2 separate regions of the Sus scrofa genome follow, and region 2 is linked to region 1. Evidence: chromatin contacts called from public HiChIP or PLAC-seq data. All regions are on one chromosome and are shown on one strand. The core of a region is the stretch at or near the end of the contact, and the rest is flanking DNA. Distances in the headings are between cores, read along the strand shown. Region 1 has its middle 58 kb from the start of MAP3K1. Region 2 overlaps MAP3K1 (mitogen-activated protein kinase kinase kinase 1).

Region 1 (6,526 bases), core at 1,563-4,062:
TTTTTAGGTCCTGTGGATTGAAGGTGGGGCCAAGTCTCCAGGAAGAAGGATCCAGCCCCACTGCTAAGGAAGTGCAGGCCCTGGTGAGCCTTTTGAAGTTCTGGAGACAGCATATCCCACATTAGGGATGCTTTGCCAGCCCATATACTGGGTCATACAAAAGGCTGCCAGATAGTTGTATGGCCTAGATCAGAAAAGGTTCAGGCTATGGTAAGGGTAGCCCTGCCAGTAGGACCATGTGATCTGCAGACACTATGGTGCCAGAAGCATCCATAAAAGATGATGCTGTATGGAACTGATAGCAAGTCTCAGTGGAAGAATTATGCTGCAGACATGTACAGGTGTTACTGTCTGGGTTCCCTGGAAGCAGGCACTGAGACAATCTATGAGTATGGTAAATGGGATACTTTCAACCCTGCCACTAGGGTGCAATATTGAAAGAAATTAGGCCAAAATACAAACTTTATAGGAAGCATATATCAAGTATATCTATATGATGTTTCTGTATTTAAAGAAATTACTCCCAGAAACAGACAGTTCATTATTTCCCCCACAAAAAATGTTCTGAAGACTATTGCCATGATCCACTCCATGTGCCTTTCATAGGAAGAGGCCACTGTTCTTTATCTTTCCAAAGTCACGCAAAACCCAACACCTGAGAGCCGGTGTCAAAGCCTGATCCTTGTATTTGCTAATGAAGACTGTCAACCAGAGAATCACAGAATACTTGGACTAGAAAGGATTCTGCAAGTCTTTTCCACATCTTCCTTAGAAACTATGCATGGACCTAAGAAGTCTGCTAGAGTCTTTGAAGAAAGGTTTCCTCCCTGATAAAAAGACTCACAAGGAAATAATACCCCAACTTCTCTTCTTCGATCTGATGGACTCTTGACACTTAGGACTTTGGCAGCCACATACAACTGTCAGGAGAAACATCATGCTAAAGTTGACAGTGCAGTAAGACAAAGAGCCCATGTTTTTTAATATCTCATTGAGTTGTTGAACCAATCCATGAAATAACCTTAAATCCAGAATTTTGATTTTAACATAATATGGAGTTATTTTTGGAGTTCTATTGTGGCTTGGAGGAAACAAACCTGACTAGCAGCTATGAGGATGTAGGTTCTATCCCTGGCCTTGCTCATTAGGTTAATGATCCCTCACTGCTGTGAGCTGCGGTGTGGGTCGCAGACGCTGCTCGGATCTGGCCACACTGTGGCTGTGGACCAGGCTGGCAGCTACAGCTCCAATTCAATCCCTAGACTGGGAACCTCCATATGCCATGGGTGCGGCCCTAAAAGGCAAAAAAAGATTTTTTTTAACTTCTTTATTTTTAAAGTCATTTTTATACTTGGATTTTTTTTTTTTTTTTTTTTTTTAATGGCCACATCCATGGTATATGGAAGTTCCTGGGCCAGGGACTGAATCTGAGCCACAGCTGCAGCAACTGTGCCTGGCTGGGGATCAAATTCACACCTCCACAGCGCCCCACCCCACTGCAGTCAGATTCTTAACTCACTGCTCCACAGCAGGAACTCCTATACTTGGATATTTTGATTCTTAGCCAAAGTACCCTGACTGTGGATTATCTAATCCAACAGTCTGGTTTCACAGATAAAGAAACTGAGACTCTGAGTAAGTAACTTGCTCAATGCCCACAGTGATTAAATGGCAGAACTACAACTCAAATGCTGGGGTCCCAATTCTAGGACACTTTGCACCAAATCTTAGAGAACATTCCAGCCCAAGTTGAAAGGAAAAGAAGACCAAAGAGAGGCCTGGTAGGCTCTGAGGGAGCAATCTCAAGCACTCAGGGAGGGAGGGCTTTTGCTAGTGAGTGAGGATTCCACCAGCACAAGGTTCCAGCTAACTGTGAGTGACTGTCCTCCCATGTTCCCGACCTCTTAGCCCACCCTTGTGTCCCCAGAAAGCCAATCAAAAATAAACATTGACCATGTCACTGTCCTAGATACATAAAAATAACATTACTGTACATGACCAAAAGTGAACCAGATTCTCTGAATTTTTTTCAACTTCCAAAAATAGTTAGGACTTTCTGCCAAAGAGAATGGGGCTTGAATTCCCATGAAAAAACATCAATCCAAGGCATTTGCTCCAGTGTAGAAATAATTAAATACATTCTAAAGAATGGAATTCTCAGTGCTCTCTCACCCGACAGCTTGTTTTTTGAAAGAAAAGGGGGAAAAACATGTGGCAACCATGACATAGTGAAAAGCTTGGAATCAGGAAACCTGGTTCTAGCGGAAGGACACTTTTGCCATTCTTTTCAGTCACCCAGGATCCCAGTGGAAATCTCTCATTGTGTAAGTTTAAAAGGCCAGATGCTGTTTTCCCAGCCTCCTTTGCAGCTAGGATTTGGGCATGTGGCCTAAGTTCCACTGATGGTCAATTTGATATGTCAACTTACTAGGCCATGGGGTGCCCAGATACTTGGTTCAATGATACTCTGGGTATATCTGAGTATGTGTCTGTGAGGGTGTTTCTGAATGAGATTAACATCTGAATCTGTAGACTGAGTAAAGCAGGCTGCCTACCCCAATTTGGGTGTGCCTTGTCCAGTCCATGGAAGGCCTTGATAGAATAAGAAGGCAAATAAGAGAAATTTCCTTCTGCCTGAACTTCTTCAAGCTGGGACATTGGTCTTTTCCTGCTTCAGACTCAGATTGGAACTCACACAATTGGCTTTCCTAGTTCTTAAGACTTTGATCTCAGACTGAAATACAATCAGCTCTCCTGAGTCTCCAGGCTTGCCAACTGCCACCCCTGGGACTTCTCCGCCTCCATAACCACATGAGCCAACCATTTATAATCAACTATATAAGACAGGCTGGGATCTGAGACCCTTTGCTGCAGTGACTGTGGTGCTTGCCCCCGGACAAACATCTCCTTGAGCAATAAAATACAAAGAAACTATAAGGGATAAAAAAGAACTGTGTACATGTGCAATTGGGGAAAATTATGGATAAGAAGATACAAAAAAACCTCTAAAACCCCAAGTGCCACTTCTGAAGAGCCAAGAGCAAAAGCAGGGTGTCAGAAGGAAAAGGAGAGTACTATGCACGCCCCCTACACCCACCACCAAGGAAGTGGGCAAACCACCTAAGCCACCCCTCTGGCCCAACCTCTGGCCCGCCCCTGCCCTTACTCCATAGAAAGAACCAGCTGTCCTCCCTCCCCCCAGGGAGTGAGCAAACCAGGAAACTTGATGTTTGTTTTCACTCCCTGCTGCTGCAGCAGAAGCCTCAATAAAACCTTGCCTGAATATTCCTGTCTGGCCTCTTATCAATTTCTATTGATTAAGGAGGTCAAGAACTCTGAACAGTAACACATTATGTAGAGGAAATATACAAAACAGTTTTTTTTCTGTTTCTTTTAAGTATGCATATTAATATATTCACCAGTCAAAAGCGCTTCCCCAGAGGAACAGGAAGCCAGTGTTAGGGAAGAGAAGAGGAAGGAGAAGAGAACTGATTAGACACTCTCGGTTGAGATTTCACCTGGAATCACAGGAAAAGATCCTGGATCTTTCCAAAAAGACAAAAGGTATGGGGCTTTTGTTTTCTCTCTCAGTTGAGGCACTGGATATTACTGATTCCCAAGCCAGTCTTTGACTCTCACCCAGACTGGAACCTCCATGAGGAGAGAAACTTCCCTGACCTGCTCACCACTATCTCCTCAGCACCTACCCCAGGGCCTGGAGCCCAGTATCTGCTCAAAAATGTTTGTAAAATGAAGTCCACTTTGTATAAGACACATTAGCCATTTCCTGCAAAATAGCATTTTGTTTTGAGACTTTTATACTGACCAAATAACCCTTCTCAATTTAGGAACTTTAAGGGACACTCGGGTAAGAGAAGCATAATAATGACTAAAGAGGTTTAGATTTGGAATTAACTTTGGGCGTGACTTTGACTGGAAGAAGTCACAAGGCTGCACAGTTCTCTAATCATAAAGAGTGTAGTGAGAGGCGCTGTGGCTGGAAGGTGATATCCTCCAATCATGCATATTCTCATACTTTGTACCAAGATGTACTGGGATATGTGGTGTCAAGACCTACCTGGACCACCTCCAACCAGACACTCTCAGCAATGGCTCAACTCTCATTCCAGTCTCGCTTGTTATATTTTGTTGCTGGTGCAATTAAAAGGTGAAAGGAAGACCAAGGGAGCAAGACTATTGCCCCTTTACATTTAGCATATAATGAAGTCTTACCTTTTTAACTACCTCTTGGCATGTTTATAAGACTCCAACAGAGTTTTAGTTCAAAAGATAGCAGAAGCTTCAAGCTAGATTTGTACAGAAATTGAAAATGTAGCTCCTTTTCTCAGAATTGTCCTTCTTCAGGCCAGCATGCAGGTGTGACAGTAAAAAAAAAAAAGGCAGGGCACACATAGACCCTCGACAGTGCTGAATTGGAACAGAAACTTCTAGGCTGATCCTGAGTGTCCTAAAAAGCTTTAGTGTGTGACAAATAAGAACAAATGCTTATGAGCATACATTACTTGCCAATCACCGTCCAGGCACTTTACATGTATTAACTCTGACAATCCTCACAAATCTCAATAAGCACGTTACCGTCATCAGACCCATTTTACAGATGAGGCAAGGCAGGTCCAGGGGAGTAACTTGCTCCAGTTTGCACAGCAGGGAAGGGAGGAATCAAGATTTGAACTCATACATCTGGCCCGAGTCTGTGCCCTTAACTACCCAAGTGAACACTTACCAGAAAATTCAGGGCCTCCTGCCACAGATAACATGGTGCTGTGTGGAGCAAGTAAAATTGTACAGGTCATATTAACTATCTCGGTTTTAGTTAATTTGGAAGAGGAAACAAAGCATACCTGAGAAATACCTTATTCAAGTTCCTACTGTGGCTCAGCAGGTTAAAGATTCCACATTGTCTCTGTGGCAGTGTGGGTTTGGTCCCCAGCCCGGTGCAGTGGATTAAGGATCTGGCGCTGCTACTGCTGCTGGTACAGGTCACAGCTGTGGCTGGGATTTGATCCCTAGTCCCGGGACTTCCATATGCTGCAGGTATAGTCAAAAAAAGAAAAAGGATAAAAAGAAATGTCTTATTATCTACAATTTGAGGCACACTTCCATTGAAAATGACACACACGGAGCACAGAGGATTCTAAAGCAGTAAAACTAAGACATATGATACTGGATTACACATTTGATAAAACCCACAGACTGTACAACACCAAGCTTGAACCCTAATGTAAACTATGGACTCTGGGTAATAGGTAACACATGTACAACATGCTGGTGGGAGGTACTGGTAGCGAGGGAGGGAGCTATACATTCTTGGGGACAGGAGTCATAAAAGAAATCTCTGTTCCTTCTGCTCAGTTTTGCTGTGAACATAAAACTGCTCTAAAAAAATAAATGTTTAAACTCAAAATTTAAAGGAGCTGCGGGGAAAAAAGTGATAACAAAAGTAAAAATAACTAATGCTCTGTGTTTACTGTGTGCCTGCTGGCTGGAAGTTCTAAGAAACCACATGAGTCAATTCATTCAATCCTCACTATGACTAAATGAGAGACCATTTTTAATCCCCTTTTACAGATGAGGGAGCCCTGGTGCAGAGAAGCTGCACAAGTTACCGAAAGTCACAGCTAGTAAGTCGTGGCACCAGACTTTGGACCTGAGCTCCAGAAGCCACACTCCTAACCTATTGTCCCCTGCCTGGTTGTGTGGCAGTTGGGGACAGCTTAGGGTGGAAGGATGGCTTCTCACCATGGGCATGGGTGGGTGGGGAGGAAGGAGTCCAGAGTGGAATGAAAGAGGCAGAGTCAGAGGAAAGTGAAAAAAAAAAAAAATGAGAGTCCTCATTTTTCCTGTTCCTGAAGTATCTCAGAGTCTCACAGTACCCCGTGGTGGAGTTTCCACTGGGGCCGAATGCTAGATTTCTGGTCATTGGGTGGAGGGTTCACACCCCAGCAAGACCACAAGCCTTTCTAAGAAGACTACGCTAGCTGCCATGTGCCCAGCGCCAACAAGCACTGTGGATATACTGTTATCTTCAGGCCAGAGTTGAGATCACTATCTAGTTATCTTGTCCTGCGCCTCTGCTTCCTTCCCCAGACAGCCCTCACTATCTCAACACCCTTCCCAGCCCGGCTCGCCTGAGTGCCCCCAGGGCTGCCCCAGAACATGCCCTGGCTGCAATCCCCACACCCTCTCCCCTGGCACCTCTGCCCAGGCTGCGGTTTGGCCCCAGAGGCCTGGCCTCGCCAGGGACAGCCCAAGCCGAACCGAACTTCAGGGAAGGGGAAAGTTCAGGGTTTGCCCCAGGCATTCACCAGTAACTCTCCTCATTAGAACTGCACCCCAGCACCCAGAGCCAGTCCTAATAGGCCTGCTTCCCCTCTTCATTCTCCTTCAAGGGGCCTCAGCAAGATGTCTTTCTGACAAAAAGTTCTTCCTGTGGCATGCTGCAAGCATTCAGCCCCTTCACACGTTTAACCGCACCACACTGAACTTTACATTTTCCACAATGGTC
Region 2 (6,526 bases), core at 1,709-4,208, 86 kb after region 1:
CTCAGTCTCCTAGAGGATATTAGTACAGAGATTGTTTGATCACAACTTGGCCATAGGTCACTTGAGGAGATTCCTGAGGTCAAGCTGCAAATCCAAATACCTACTTCAGAGTAAACCCTGTGGTACCTTTTGGTAGACTTTATTTGGGAATTTTCACATGGCTGCTATTTGTAGTTTATTAGCACATTTGTGGCTTAATACATTGATAGGCATCGATTGTCTCTAGCTTTTTCCCTTGCTCATAGGACTGTGTAAGTAGAGAGTGATTTTTTTTTTTTTAAAGGAGGTGAACTGTATGCTAAAGTGATTTACATTTGCTGTTGTAGACAGATGAGAAAGGATTCTCACATTTTAAAACTGGAAGTCACTGGATTATAGATGTACAAAGAATATTTTATGCAAAGAGACTATTGGGAGGTACTCTGCAGATTTAGTAATTAGAGTTTGTGGATCCCGTTGAGCTTTGTATTTTTGACATTATGTTTCTCTTGTGGGACTGTAGCTTTTACGTAGAAGCATTAATAAAAAAATAATAATGTTCATTCTGGATGGCCCTGAAATACCATCTTGTGGTCTGATCTTAGTTGGTAAATTCTTAAACTCTAGAAAGGTTACAGCTGGTTAATGACTAGTTACGACTGGGCTCTGAATCTCCAGACTCCCTAATCCTATTATCTTTCTTTGGTTCCATAAAGCCTCCCACAAGTATTTATTCAGTAGCACTTTTTTTTTTTTTTTTTTTTTTTGGCCACACCTGCGGCATGTGGAAGTTTGTGGGCCAGGAATGGAACCTGCACAACAGCAGCAGCCCAAGCAGCTGTGGTGACAGCACTAGATCCCTAACCCGCTGTGACAAGAGAACTCCCAGCACATGTTTATTTTTAAGGAAATATTTCAACCATACAGAAAAACACAGAGGGAAAATATTAGAGAATAGTCTAGTGAACAGCATAAAACCTTTGCATGTGTTTAACAAATGTTAATATTTTACCATAGTTGCTGCAGTTGGGTGTGTGTGCACTTTAAACAAATGAATATTAAAGGCATAGTTGGAGCCACCTCTTTCTTCTTACCTCTGTCTTTGCACCCCAGAGTCAATGAGTAGCCTTGATGAGCAGCCAGTCTTCACATTCCAGATGTCTCTAGTCAACATTGTTACCTCCTTGAAACTAGAAACAGTAGTTGTATTTTGCTATTTTCATCTGTTTTTTCAACTAACATGATGTTAAAAGAAAGTATGAAGAACATAGACTAAAAGGAGCAGAGACCTGGTTTTGAAACTCAGAATTCCCACTCGCTATGGGTCCTTAGGCAGGTTCCTTAATCTTTCTGCAAGAGTTTCTTTGCCTGCCCAACAGAGACAGTGTGTCTTACCTTGTAGGCTTTTGTGAAACTTGGAACTACTTGTATGGATGGCACCTAGCGTAGTACCCAGTACAGAGGAGGCTTCATAAAGAGTAGCAGCAGCAGGAGTTCTCATTGTGGCTCAGCAGAAACGAATCTGACTAGCATTCTTGAGGACACAGGCTTGATCCCTGGCCCCAACTCCATGGGTATAGTAAAGACTACTGAATAGTACACTTTAAATGGGTGAATTGTATGGTCTGTGAATTATATCCCAATAAAGTTGTTTCCTATACCACCACTAGAATACTTTTCTTGTGAAAGACAAAAAAAAAAAAAAAAAAAAAAAAACTTGAGAACTAATTTACACTGTAGAAAAGCTGCCAAAGGTTAAGAATTTACAGATAAATTTACCATAAAATGCTGAATAAGAAAACGTGACCTGGGAGTAAAAGATACATCCTATTTGGAGTTCTGCTGTGGCTCGGTGGTAATGAACCTGACTAGTATCCATGAGGACACGGGTTCGATCCCTGGCCTTGCTCAGTGGATTAAGGAACCGGCATTGCTATAGGCTTCGGTGTAGGTTGTAGACGAGGCTCAGAACCCCTGTTGCTCTGGCTGTGGTGTAGGCTGGTGGCTATAGCTCCAGTTCGACCACTAGCCTGGGAACTGTCATATGCTATGGGGGCAGCCCTAAAAAGACAAAAACAAAACAAAAAAGAGTAGCAGCAGCAGCATAAATACTGATAGTAGTAGTTGCAGTAGTTATGTTTATTTTGTGCTTCCCATATACTTGGCACTGTTTTAGTGCTTCATCCACCATGTTCGTTCATTTTAAAACTATGAGATGACCTTGCTGTTCAGTGGGAAAATTAAAAAATAAATAAATAAAATAAATAAATAAATAAAACTATGAGATGAGAACTATATGCAAAGGGCTTAAAACAGTGAAAGACACATAGACTATGTACACCATAAATACTGGCTATTATCTGCATTTTACACAGGAAGAAATTAGGGGGGTGAACTTCCTTGTAAGGATTTTACCTATAAACTTATTTTAATCCTAATAGCAACTCTGTTTGGTAGGAATTATTATCCCTTTTACAGTGAGGAAGTTGAGATACAGAGAGGTTAAATAACTTGGGCAAAGCCATATAGCTAGTAGGTGTCAGACCTTGGATTTGAACCCAAGCCTTCTAGCTGTAGAACTCATGCCATTGTTCACTGCTGTATGTCTTGTGATGATGTTCGTGGTATGGCTTCTTTATCTATCCTCTCCTAGAAGCATAGCTTTCAGGTTATGTCATCTCTGTTGAATAAGAAGCCCTTTTGATTTTGTCGTGTATACAACTGAGACTTTACTGGTTTTGGTGGCTATTAGCCAGTAAGTGTCCCTAATAGACCCTCCCCCCATACTTTCTAAGTTCCCCCATGTGGGCCTGGTATGTGCCAGTGAATGAATTTGGTCAGTTCCTTGTAGCCATCTCTGTGCAGCACTGGTTCCTCACCCATCACCCTCACTTCCTTCAGCCACATTGGTCTCACTGCCTCTGCTGTGCACTGCTTCTGCCCTGACCTACTTCCCACCAGTCATTGCCAGGAGCACTGTCATCCGTGCTGAGAACACACGAGTGCTCCCACTGTGCCAGAGCTCCATGGGTTTGCAGTGAAGGGAGGACCATGCACCAGGTTCCTTTTTTAGTTCATATTCTCGGGCTTTCCTCTAGGCATAGAGAGATTTGTAGAGAAAATGACTTGTCAGGGGTTTTTTTGGTTTTCGTTTATGAGTCTTTTTTTTTTTTTTTTTTTTCCCACTGATGTCTTTGTGTTTATCCCAGACCAAAGTCCTTGGCAGAGAGTGAGTGGACTAGGCAGGAGCAAATCTTAGTGACACTCTCTGGCCTCTGTTGTGGTTAGATTGGACCACGTTTGAATGTCTCACACCCACTTCTCTTAGGATGAATTCGTACCAGGTGAATTTACCCATCTCTAGCTGGCTGTCAGGTTATCTTTTTCCCTCATATTTTGATTCTTGGAGCTTTAGTTGCACTGAACACAGTTCCTGAATTTTATGATAGCTTAAGAAGTCTTAAATAGTAAGACATTAAAATAGCTGATGTTCATCTTCTCTGGATTTTTCTTTTCAGATCTCTTGTCTAATTTGAGTCAGAAAGTTCTATAGAGATGATCCAGTACAGACTGCTTACGGTATCTTCTAAGAACCACTACTCTATTAAAGGTGTTTTGCTAAAAAAGGACTTCTGTGCCAAATAAGCGTGAGGAGTGCTGCATACCTTCTGGTTTAACACCCCCCCCCACCCCCAGCCCCTGCAAAGTATGCTGCACACAGGTCTTTGAATAAGCTTGTTATAACTTTGGTGTTTCCTGAACAGCAGAATCATAAACTGTTTAGTATTCTATAGAATGTTGTTTTCATCAAAGCTGGTCAAGAAAATTTTTCAGCCTTCATCTGCTCTTTGCTTATCAGTTCTGTTCGTTCCTTTAAAATTATTTAGGCATCATCTTCTCTGTAGATCTTTCTAGGACTTCCCTAAATGAAATTAAGGAGGGAAATCCACTCCATACTTGCAACCCTTTATGATATATCAAAATACTTTTATTATAGCAGAACTGGCATCTGTTTTCGCTGTTCTGCTAGACTCAGTGCCTAGAGAAACAGAGATCTTGTTTTATCTTTTCTTTATCCCACTTTGTATTTATATCTGTTGCCTAGCCCCGAGCTTACACATACTAGGCATGCCAGCAGTCAGTCATTGAACACAGTGGTTTTCTAGCATTAAAAGCATGGAGAAGAAAAGCTAAGTTTGTCAGGAAGTCATTCTTCCTCATTATGAGCATCCCAGTTAACATGACTTTCCACCAGCTAGAAGGAAGTACTATAGAAATAGTACTAGCTGTTCTACTGGGTTTGCAAGAAATCATTTTCCTAGCAAAGTCTGTAAGAGGGCTTTGTGCTCTTAATTCAGCCCTATATGCCTTCTTCTCCATTCATCTGGGAATATTAAAAACAATCCCAGGGATTTTATTAACATAGAAGGTACTCAGAATGTTACATTTTAAACTTTAAACCACTTTCTTAAACTAGGGGAGGGAAAATATATAGTTAACAGACCACTTTCCTGTTATGAGCTTTGTTCATTTAATCTTTTGGAATACTGAGACTGAGCTGCCACATTTCTTTCAAAATAATTCACTTGGTAAAAATGTAGTCACACACCCATTGGAAAGGTTTCAGAGAAAAACATACATCAGAACCCCCACAACATTGACTTGGGATCTTGATGAAAGCGAAGGTGGTGAAGGAGCAGACATCTTTTCCCCCTGGAATACCTGCTCTGTATCATGAATTATGTATCACTGTGTATCTTAATTATGTATCATTATGCCCTTAGAAGTACCAGAACAGGACACATTGCTTTGCTGAAAACTGACCCACAGCAGTAGTGTAGGGAGTTCCAGTCTACCTCTAATGCAGCATAAAAGGTCACGTACATCTCTGCATCAGTTTTCTTTTACACATGGCCAACCCTGCATTTGTCAAGTAGCAGGAGAGGGGAATTCTTAAAAGGAAATACACATTTAGCCAAATACTGTAAAAAATAAGCATCCTTTTCCTTGCTTACTTATCTATATTCAACAATTAAGGAAGAGGATGCGCATACGTCCCATTTTTTTCAAAAGTTTCTAAAGGTTCTTCGTCAATTATCAAGGACACAACAAAGGAAGGAATAAACAGTGGATTTTTTAGCACTGAATATCAAAACACTACAAGCCTACAAGATTAAAAGTATTTGAAGCTTTCATGGTTTTTTATTGGAAAGGAACAAATAAGAAGTGGGAACCCTGTTGCTCCTAAACTCCACCTGTAAACCCTGGCTCTCAAAAAGTAGTTTAATAGATTTTCTGAGTTCATGAGTGAGAAGAAAAGAATAATGTAAATCTCACCCTGTGAGATGGGTGGAAGAATAGTAGTATTTGGAAATTTTGTTGTAGAAGTGATTACTTTGATGAGTAAGAAAAGTGATTTTGAAAAATATTTCAGTTAAGTAGTAAATGTCTCAGTGACAGCTAGTAACTTTTCAGTCCATTTTGTTTTGTCTGTCATTGATAACAGAACTGTATTCAGTTTTTCTGTCACTAAGATTTTCATGTGTTTTCTGAGATGATGAATCTTACAAAATCACCAAACTCTTTTCTGTCCAATTCTATTTTTTACAACTTTCACTTATCTACATAAATGTTACCATCCAATTTTAGTTGATAATTTCTGACAAGTCAGTGAATTTCATTGAACCTGAGTCTTAAGACAGTATAGAAGTGACAACATTTGTTGGTTTCACTTTAGTCTGATTTGTTTTATTTTGTGCCCATATATTGAGAGGTGTCACCTTGAGACACCCTCACTTTCTCTGGTTTTTCTCCTCAGCTGCTTTAAATAATAATAATAATAATAATAATAGTTTCTGATTTCAAATTGCTAATCTTCCAGGATTTTCCTTCCTTACTAATCTAACCTGATTACTAACTTGATTCATACTTTATTTTTCTTTAAAATTCTTAGCAATTTTAATAGGTCATTGCATATTCTTGATTGTCTCTGCATAGCTACTCTACCACCCTGAATTTTGCTCTATATTTGAGCTGTCTGAATTATCTTTTCCTCCTGGTGAGTTTTAACTTCTTTGGCAGTTTGACATTTTCTTGAGTGGTCAGTTACACAGTTGTCGGTACATATGATTGTTACCTTATGTATCCCCAAGCTTGATAAAGTATACATAATTAGTTTTATACTTACATCATCTGTTAGTACATTTAAAAGGAAGAATGGTTCTTTTGTTAAAATCAATTTTATAATATAAGATATGCATTTCAGATATTTTTAAGCCATTCTTATTTATTTTTATTATTTTTATTTTTTAGGTTTTTATTTTTTCTATTATAGTTGATTTACATTATTCTGTCAGTTTCTGCTGCACAGAAATATATATATATATATATATATATACATTCTTGTTCTCACATTATCCTCTATCATGTTCCATCACAAGTGACTAGATAATAGTTCCCTGTGCTATACAGCAGCATCTCATTGCTTATCCACTCCAAATGCAGTAGTTTGCATCTACTAACCCCAATCTCCCAGTCCATCCCACTT

What was found. HiChIP or PLAC-seq counts read pairs in DNA pulled down with a chosen protein or histone mark.
Region 2: an H3K27ac HiChIP or PLAC-seq map of alveolar macrophages shows a contact between it and region 1. The contact joins two enhancer-like sites.

What each region holds. Positions count from the first base shown.
Region 1 is chr16:35,811,254-35,817,779 of Sscrofa11.1, forward strand. No RefSeq gene overlaps it. Among named protein-coding and RNA genes, the nearest start is that of MAP3K1, 58 kb to the right of the region's middle. Within about 2 kb of position 2,813, at least 13 of the 83 cell types and tissues checked have an H3K27ac peak or open chromatin away from gene starts, as enhancers often do. A contact at or near this core is called in alveolar macrophages, where this site is marked.
Region 2 is chr16:35,897,308-35,903,833 of Sscrofa11.1, forward strand. The region is part of intron 1 of MAP3K1 (mitogen-activated protein kinase kinase kinase 1); the gene reads left to right. Among named protein-coding and RNA genes, the nearest start is that of MAP3K1, 28 kb to the left of the region's middle. Within about 2 kb of position 2,959, at least 14 of the 83 cell types and tissues checked have an H3K27ac peak or open chromatin away from gene starts, as enhancers often do. A contact at or near this core is called in alveolar macrophages, where this site is marked.